2 separate regions of the Callithrix jacchus genome follow, and region 2 is linked to region 1. The links are chromatin contacts, called in public Hi-C maps. All regions are on one chromosome and are shown on one strand. Each heading gives the region's core, a stretch centred on a gene start, on an enhancer-like site or on the middle of the called end of the contact. The rest is flanking DNA. Distances are from core to core; before and after follow the strand shown. Region 1 holds the start of IGSF8 (immunoglobulin superfamily member 8). Region 2 overlaps DCAF8 (DDB1 and CUL4 associated factor 8).

The links. A called contact is a pair of places that touch in the nucleus more often than the background predicts.
Region 2: a contact with region 1 is called in a Hi-C map of skeletal muscle, with 4 times the contacts expected there. The contact joins the enhancer-like site here to the promoter of IGSF8 in region 1. A contact is called at or near these places in 2 of 3 Hi-C or Micro-C datasets (induced pluripotent stem cells and skeletal muscle).

The regions. Positions count from the first base shown.
Region 1 is chr18:20,043,797-20,047,564 of calJac240_pri, forward strand. IGSF8 (immunoglobulin superfamily member 8) reads right to left here and starts at 1,694. Exons shown (of 8, transcript XM_078356066.1): 1 at 1,663-1,694.
Region 2 is chr18:20,171,898-20,175,140 of calJac240_pri, forward strand. It overlaps DCAF8 (DDB1 and CUL4 associated factor 8), which reads right to left. Exons shown (of 15, transcript XM_078356100.1): 13 at 1,367-1,486; 14 at 844-960; 15 at 1-221. The coding sequence ends at 105. Among named protein-coding and RNA genes, the nearest start is that of PEA15, 14 kb to the left of the region's middle. Within about 2 kb of position 1,689, at least 4 of the 16 cell types and tissues checked have an H3K27ac peak or open chromatin away from gene starts, as enhancers often do. A contact at or near this core is called in skeletal muscle, where this site is marked.

The sequences.
Region 1 (3,768 bases), core at 444-2,943:
CCTCTCTCAACCACAGGCCAGCATTTCCCTGTCTCCCCGGGCTCCTCCCTGCTCCATGCTGCCCACTGGGGAAATCACACCAAGTGCTAGGCAACCAGGCCCCATAGCACCTTCCTCTCTGTACATTCTGCTGTTATCTGCCCAGGGACCAAGGAGAGGACTCATGGTAGCCCTGCAGGGCCCAGGGACCTGCAGCAGGGGAAGGCTTTACTTGGTGCCACTGTGGAGCTCTGGTCTAGAAACAGGCAGCTGGGGCTACCTTCAGCCTCTGCCTTGATGACAGCAGCTCTGAAGTCACCATCCCCACCCCCACACTTCACTCTCATTTCAAGAGCTTCAGTCTCATCAACAGCTGTACGGGCATTTTCACTGTCCCCACACCACACTCTCCCCCAGACCACCGCCTACAGGGAGTCCTCCAGTTCAGGCCAAAAACAATTCCACTGTCATTAGCCCCATGCATCCATGCAAGGTTGGCCCAGAACAGCCCACCATCAACACCGACCACAGCAGACACAAGGTGCTTGGAGATCCCAGGATCAGTCTCCATGGAACCTGGTTTCTCCTGAGCCAAGGAAGCCGGAACTAAGCGGTTGTGAAAACTGATGGGTGGCTGCAGAGCCAAGTGCCACTTGGGAGAGAGGAAGAAGGGCAAAGAGGGACCCAGCCCAGGGTGGAGATGGGGGCGAGAGAGGGAACCGTCCCCAGCCTCAGTTGATGAACTGTGTGGAGCGCAATTGGGGGAGACTTACTTCAAAGATCGTGGGCAGAACTGGCCTCTGGGCCTCCAGCCAACTCTGGGGCAATTACGAAGCTGGGCAGGCACTGCCCACGCAGGGTGCGCACCCAAGGCCAGGCCTGGAGCTGAGTGTGGGGCAGAAAGGAGTCGCAACATTTGGTGCACTGACCCCAGGACGTGGGTATACTAGCTGAGAAGTGGCACCTGCCCCGGGAGGCTACGCAGTGCCTGGGGGAGCACCTTAGTGGGTCCTCCCTATGCCCCACTCCCTGGCTTAGGGCTGGGGAGCCTGCACTCTTCCCAAGACTGGCTCGGCGGGCAGCCACAATGCGCAGCTGCCCGCCGATCCCGGGGAGGCTGGAGGCACCCATGACGGAGAAGGAGGATGTGAGGAGTACCGAAAAGCTTGGGAGGCGGCTTGGTCTGGGTGCTGGACGGCAGGCACCTGCCCGGCGGGGCTGGGAACCGGAACCGGGGCCTGGCTTACCTAGCATTAGCAGCAGCAGCAGCGGCGACGGCGGCAGCAGCGTGGGCCTGAGGGCGCCCATCCTGAGCGGCCAGCTCTGGGGAGGCTCCGGGGGGTGGCGCGGGTTCTGGGGGACCAGGGGGGCCGGGGGCGCATGCCCAGGTGGGGGGCAGGAAGCGGGGCAGCGAGGCGTGGGTGCGCCGAGCTAGCTGAGCGGGAGCTGCCGAATCCCCTCCCTCCGCCCCTCCCGTTGTTTTCCCTCCAGCCCTTGGCAGTTCTGAGACCATTCTCGCCCCGGCCCCCCTTCGCCGGCCCGCCCCGGCCCCGCCCCTTCCCCCCGCCCTGTGCAGGCCCGCCCCGCCCCAGACCCAGCCCTGGCCCTGCCCACCCCACCCCGCCAGACTCCGGCCTTTGCTCAGCACCTGGCCCCGGCCCCGCCCCTCCTCTCTAGACTCACCTTTGCCTCTCATCGAGTCCCAGCCCCGCCCTGACCCCGCCCCGCCGCGCCCCGCAAGACTCCAGCCCTGGCTCCGCCCCGAGCTCCGGCCCAGCCCCAGTTCCGGCCCCTCTCCCGCCCCGCCCCAACAGGACTACAGTCGGACTCCAATCCTGGCTCCGCCCCGGACGCCGGTCCCGCTCCATTCCCAAGCCCCGCCCCCTCCCCGTCCCACCAGAGCTAACGTCAGCCTCCAATCCCGGCCCCGCCCAGGACCCCGGCCTCGCCCCGCCCCCGGCCCTGGCTCCGCCCCAGGCCCCCGTACCGGTGAGCTAACTGCACTCGGCTCATTGAAATTCCCACCCACCTTCGCACAGAGCGCACCCGACCCCGCACCTGCCAGCCTTTCCTGGAGAATTGGGTGCAGGGGCCCTGGGATTGGCGAGGTGACTGTGGCCACGCATTTAGAATTCAGTTATTTGCTCTGAGCCACAGTCCTGGCTGCAAACCCTGTTAAGTGTGGGCGGAACCCAGGAGTTACCGAACGCGAAGGGTTTGAGCTGAAGGGCGCTTCCGGGATCCAGAAGGTCACTGGAGACCTTTTTTTCACCCCCTCAGAGGGCAAAACCAAAAAAAAAAATGGATTAGGAGAGGAGGCCGTCCAGGCGACGTCATTTCTTGATTGGGTGATCCTGGCCCATTGCCTCACCTCCTTCAACCTCAGTTTTTTCCTCTCCTCTGCAAATTGAATTGAGGTTGATCACATCACCCAAAGGGTTATTGTGATGATTAACTGAGGAATGTACGTAAAATGTTTGGCACAGGAAACTAATATGAAATAGGAAATAAATAAAGATTATTTTGTTTCAGGTTTTGAATTATTATTTGAACTGTTTCCTAAGAGGCTTGGTTTAGATCTAGTTTAGACCTGGTGTTTAGGTGAAGGAGTCTCTATGTTCAGTGACAGTGAGATGAACAGTGCTCTCTTCTGGGAGGCATGCGGCTTGCTCTGGAGGTGGGAGAATGGAGGAGGCACCCTTCCCAGGCGCTCTGTCTCTCCTGAACTATCAAGGTGGGGAGTGAGGAGGGGCAGGAAGGATGAGGCCAGAATAGGGAGAAGAGACGGCCAGATTTGCAAAGCCAAGGCTGTCGAAGTGGCTGTCAGTGGGAGGTGACCCCAGAGCCCATTTAGCACCCTCAACCCTCCAACCCTCTCCTTGTCCCCTCTTATCCCCCTTCCCTCCCACTCACTCACCACCCTTTACAGAAGAGGAAACTGAGGCCCAGAGAGGGGAAGTGGCACAGGCCAGACCAGACCTTCCTTGACATTGCATTCCTAGAGTGTGGCACAGTGCTTGACTCTGAGGTGCTGCTCATGGGGTTGCCGATAGAAGCCACATTGAGGAACCCTGGAGAAGCCAGAGAAACTCTGAGGCCGAATGATTGAGGCCTTGAAGGGAGATCAGAGGTCCAGCCCTCGCCTCCCAGGACTGCCAGCCCATGAACAGGGCAGCAGGGCGCCTGTTTATTCTCACTTTTAAATATCCACCGCCTGGCTGCTCCAGAGCCACATCATCTAAATCCATCCACAGGCATATGGAGCTGTGTGAAAACTGAAACTCATAGAGAAGCGTTTGGAAGAACACGCCTCTCCCTTTATAATGGATTTAATTATCGAGCGGATTTAGTGCCTTCACGATGCTTGAGGGATGAAAGACATTACCAGTTGTAATAATGATAGATGTCATTTATGAAGTGCTTACACAAGAAGGCCCTTTTGGATATTAGTTCTAGTCTTATAGCATATTTTGCATGGTGGTGTCATTTAACAGAAGAGAAACCTGAGTGTAGACAGGTTAAGTATCGTGCCCAAGGCCACACAGCTTTTAAGCGGCCATGGGGTGATTTGAGCCCAGGCTTGTCTGTCCCCAAAGCCCCAAATCTTTCTACACCATGTCCTTCCTCCTAAGCCTCTCCACCCTGTAAACTTAGTCATTCACAAATATTGATTGAGCCAGGCCTTGTACTGGGCACTGGAGATGCCGTGGTAAACAAGGCAGGCCTGGTCCCCTGCCCTGAGGGAACACGGTCCTATATGTTAAGGAGACATTTCATAAAGAACTCATA
Region 2 (3,243 bases), core at 439-2,938, 130 kb after region 1:
AGTCCAAAGTGCGTTTCTGCTGAATGTAGGGCCTGGGACAGGAAAGGGCTGCCCAGGCAGGATCGGGTTGGCAGCCCCAGCCCGCCCCACCTAGGTATGAGGCCTCAAGATGGCATGCACTGCACTCGGTCAGGGCCCTCCTCCTCGTCCGATGTGTCTGAGGAGCTGGGAGACTCATCAGAGTCTGCGTCTGTGGCCCCAACCCCAGGTTCTCGCCAGCGCTGTGGGATGGGAAAGGCTCGTTAGTAACTTCCGTGGAAGGAACAAGGACTAGCCTGTTAGGTCTTAGCTAGAATTTAGATGCTTTAGGCAAGAGATCAGCAGAAATTTTCTTAAAGGGCCAGATAGTAAATATTTTAGACTTGTGGTCTATATGGTCTTTATGGCAACTCTTCAACTGTGCCATTGTAGCATGAAGGCAACCACAGATGATACACAGAATAGGTGTGGCTGCAACCCAATGAAACTATTATTTACAAAAATGAGCAGCAGGCCAACTGCTAGTTTGCTAACTCCTGACCTAGGCCTCTTTTGTCTTAAGAAGAAAAATAGAAGGGTCACACTGAGACTTATTTCTTCTCAGTTCCTTCCTCCACACTCCAGCCTTTGCCTTTATGAAGATAGCATTACACATGGATGGCAGCAATGGACAAGAGTAGATACCACCCTTTTCTGCTGATGCTTCTTCCAAGGCTGTATCAGGGATCTGATGGGGATAGAGGACAATGGATAGGAAATCCGACCAAGATCACCAGATTCCTCCTTAAACTCACTACTCTGGAACTTTTTAGGCCTCTTGAGAGGGTCACTGCTCTTGGGAGGTCACTTCCAACCCCCGCTTACCCGGTGGTGGCGTCTCTGTCTCAGGTGATGCATGAGGAACCACAGCATGTGACTATCAAACAGGTCAGTGTGGTGCAAGCTCTCTTCATCCCGATCCCGCTTGTTCTTCTTAATCACCTGGAACCCAAAAGGGTTGGGAACGGGGGCAGCAATGAAGATGGACCGGGGACCTCATCAAGAAAGCTGATGTTCTATCCCAATAAAAGCTCCCCATTAAGTTGAAATGGAGCTACATTAGATTAAGAAACAATGCCCTAGGTTCAGCCTCTGTGAAGGTGGCAGGCTTTAACACAAAATAATTCTTGAAGATGCTCCTCATCCCCATCCTATTACAAATTAGTGCCACTTCACAGCTGCCCCCTGGAGCAGGACTATTCCTACAGAGGAAATTACAGGAATGTAGGGGAGGGTGTTAGAGTAGTGCCTTTAAAGAACTGGGCAGCAAATTATTCCTTCCTATGACAATGAATCAACAGTATGTGAATAAGCAGAAAGAAAATAACTTCTGCAGTCAGCCACTTACATCTTTTAACCCTGTCAGCTCAGTGGAAGCTTCAGCTGTGGGTGCCCATATCTTCACATCATGGTCTAGGCCACTGGTTGCCAACACAGGCAGGTGAGGGTGGGGCTCAAGACAGTTTACCTGGTCAGGAAGAAAGGAAAACACAGACTTAGCAGTGTGTGGGAGCAGGGTCTAAAAACCACTACTCACCTTGAAACAAACAACTGCCCTTGATCAGGTCTGAGGCAGCTGCTAGGGCAGCTGCTGGGGAAGGGAGGCCCACCCATCCTGAGCCTAAGCCAAAGGGCACTGGGGGTAGAGAAACCAAACAGAGACTGGGTATAAGACCAGGCACATCAATCATTTTCTATGTATAGGTCAGGGGTGGCTTCATTCCCAGATATGGACCTAGGGGTGGGTGAGTGACTGCCCAAGCTTAGTGCTGGCTTCATAAGAAGACAGTGAGATCCAGATGACCTTATTCACTCCAGATTTCAAAGCTCCAACTTGCCCAAGGCTAGAAAAAAACCATCTCAGTGGCTTTTACCAAGTGGCAAACAAATTTTAAAAAATGAAGAAAGCAGCAGCTGCCAATGAACCCCCAGAGAAGAGTCGGAGAACAACTATATTCATTTGGCACTGTTTACTAGCACTGGATGAAGGCACAGGCTGAGAAGAGGAGGCTGAGTTGCAAGGAGTGGTGGGAGTGATGGAGGCTCATGTCTGCTTGAGATAACCTTGCATATCCCAGGGGACAACATCCTACTACTGGCCCTATAAGCTCAGCTATGAGGCAGCACATTAAGGAAGCTTCTTGGGGCTTCCACAGCCTCAATCTCAGCCACCTCTGGCTAAATTCACTGAACAAGGCAAAAGAAATAAACTACAGCAGGCAGGCCTTCTAGCTTAGGCAGCTTCCTTCTGTCTGAAAGGCATCCATGCCCCCTGCTGTCTGACTTGGAAACATGAGCTTCCCCCTAAGGGAAGGGCAGGGAAGTTCCTACCCCATTCAAAGAGTTAGTCCCAGATCTAGCTGCTAAAGCATTTTGAGTCTTTTAGTGAAAAAGGAACACGTATGAAAGGCACCCCACCTTGCAGCTGCCCTATAGTCCAAGAAAACAACTTCTTTTAGTTCTCTCTGGACCAACTAAGAACATCTGAGAAGAGGTCAAGGTCAGGCATGGAAAATAGGGCTGACCTAAAGACTTCCCACTTTCTTTGACTTCCATCTTACAAATAAACAAATGCTCAGAAAAGACTGAAGCTAAGACTGAGCCTATGAATAAAACAGAAACCCAATTCTTTATCTCCTCCTTGCATTCCACATTATCAGCTTATTGTGAAGTTTATCTTTGGGCTTTTTTAGGCAGTGCAGTTAAACTCTAATGCTTGGACTAGTGTATGTATCTACAGTAATGGACAATTTACACATATAAACCTGAACTTTTTCATCCATCTCCTAGTAAGTCCTTGTTACAAACCTGAACTCTGAGCTAGCCCTGCTTGAATAAGTCAGCAAAATAAAAAAGCACAGGGGAACAATTCCTTGGAACTTAAGGCTAAGGAAAAAGCCAATGGCAAGAGGAACAAGAGAATGACATACAGTACCTGAATTGGAGCCTGTAGGGGAGTCGATAGAGAACTTCTGGGCCAGAGTACCTGGTCACTTCACCAGACCTGTCTGAATGCCAGGACTTATCCTGTCAATAATGCCTGAGCAGAGAAAAGAGCTCTGGCCTTAGATGACTGGGCTGGAGGAATGTAGAGAATGGGATCAAGCATCAAAGTGCTCTTGGGAGACTAAGGGGTTGTCCTCTGATACCACCCCCGACCCTGTCCCTGTGAAGCTGAATGGGAACAAAGAAAAGATCCTCAAATCAGAGTCAGGAGACCTGAGA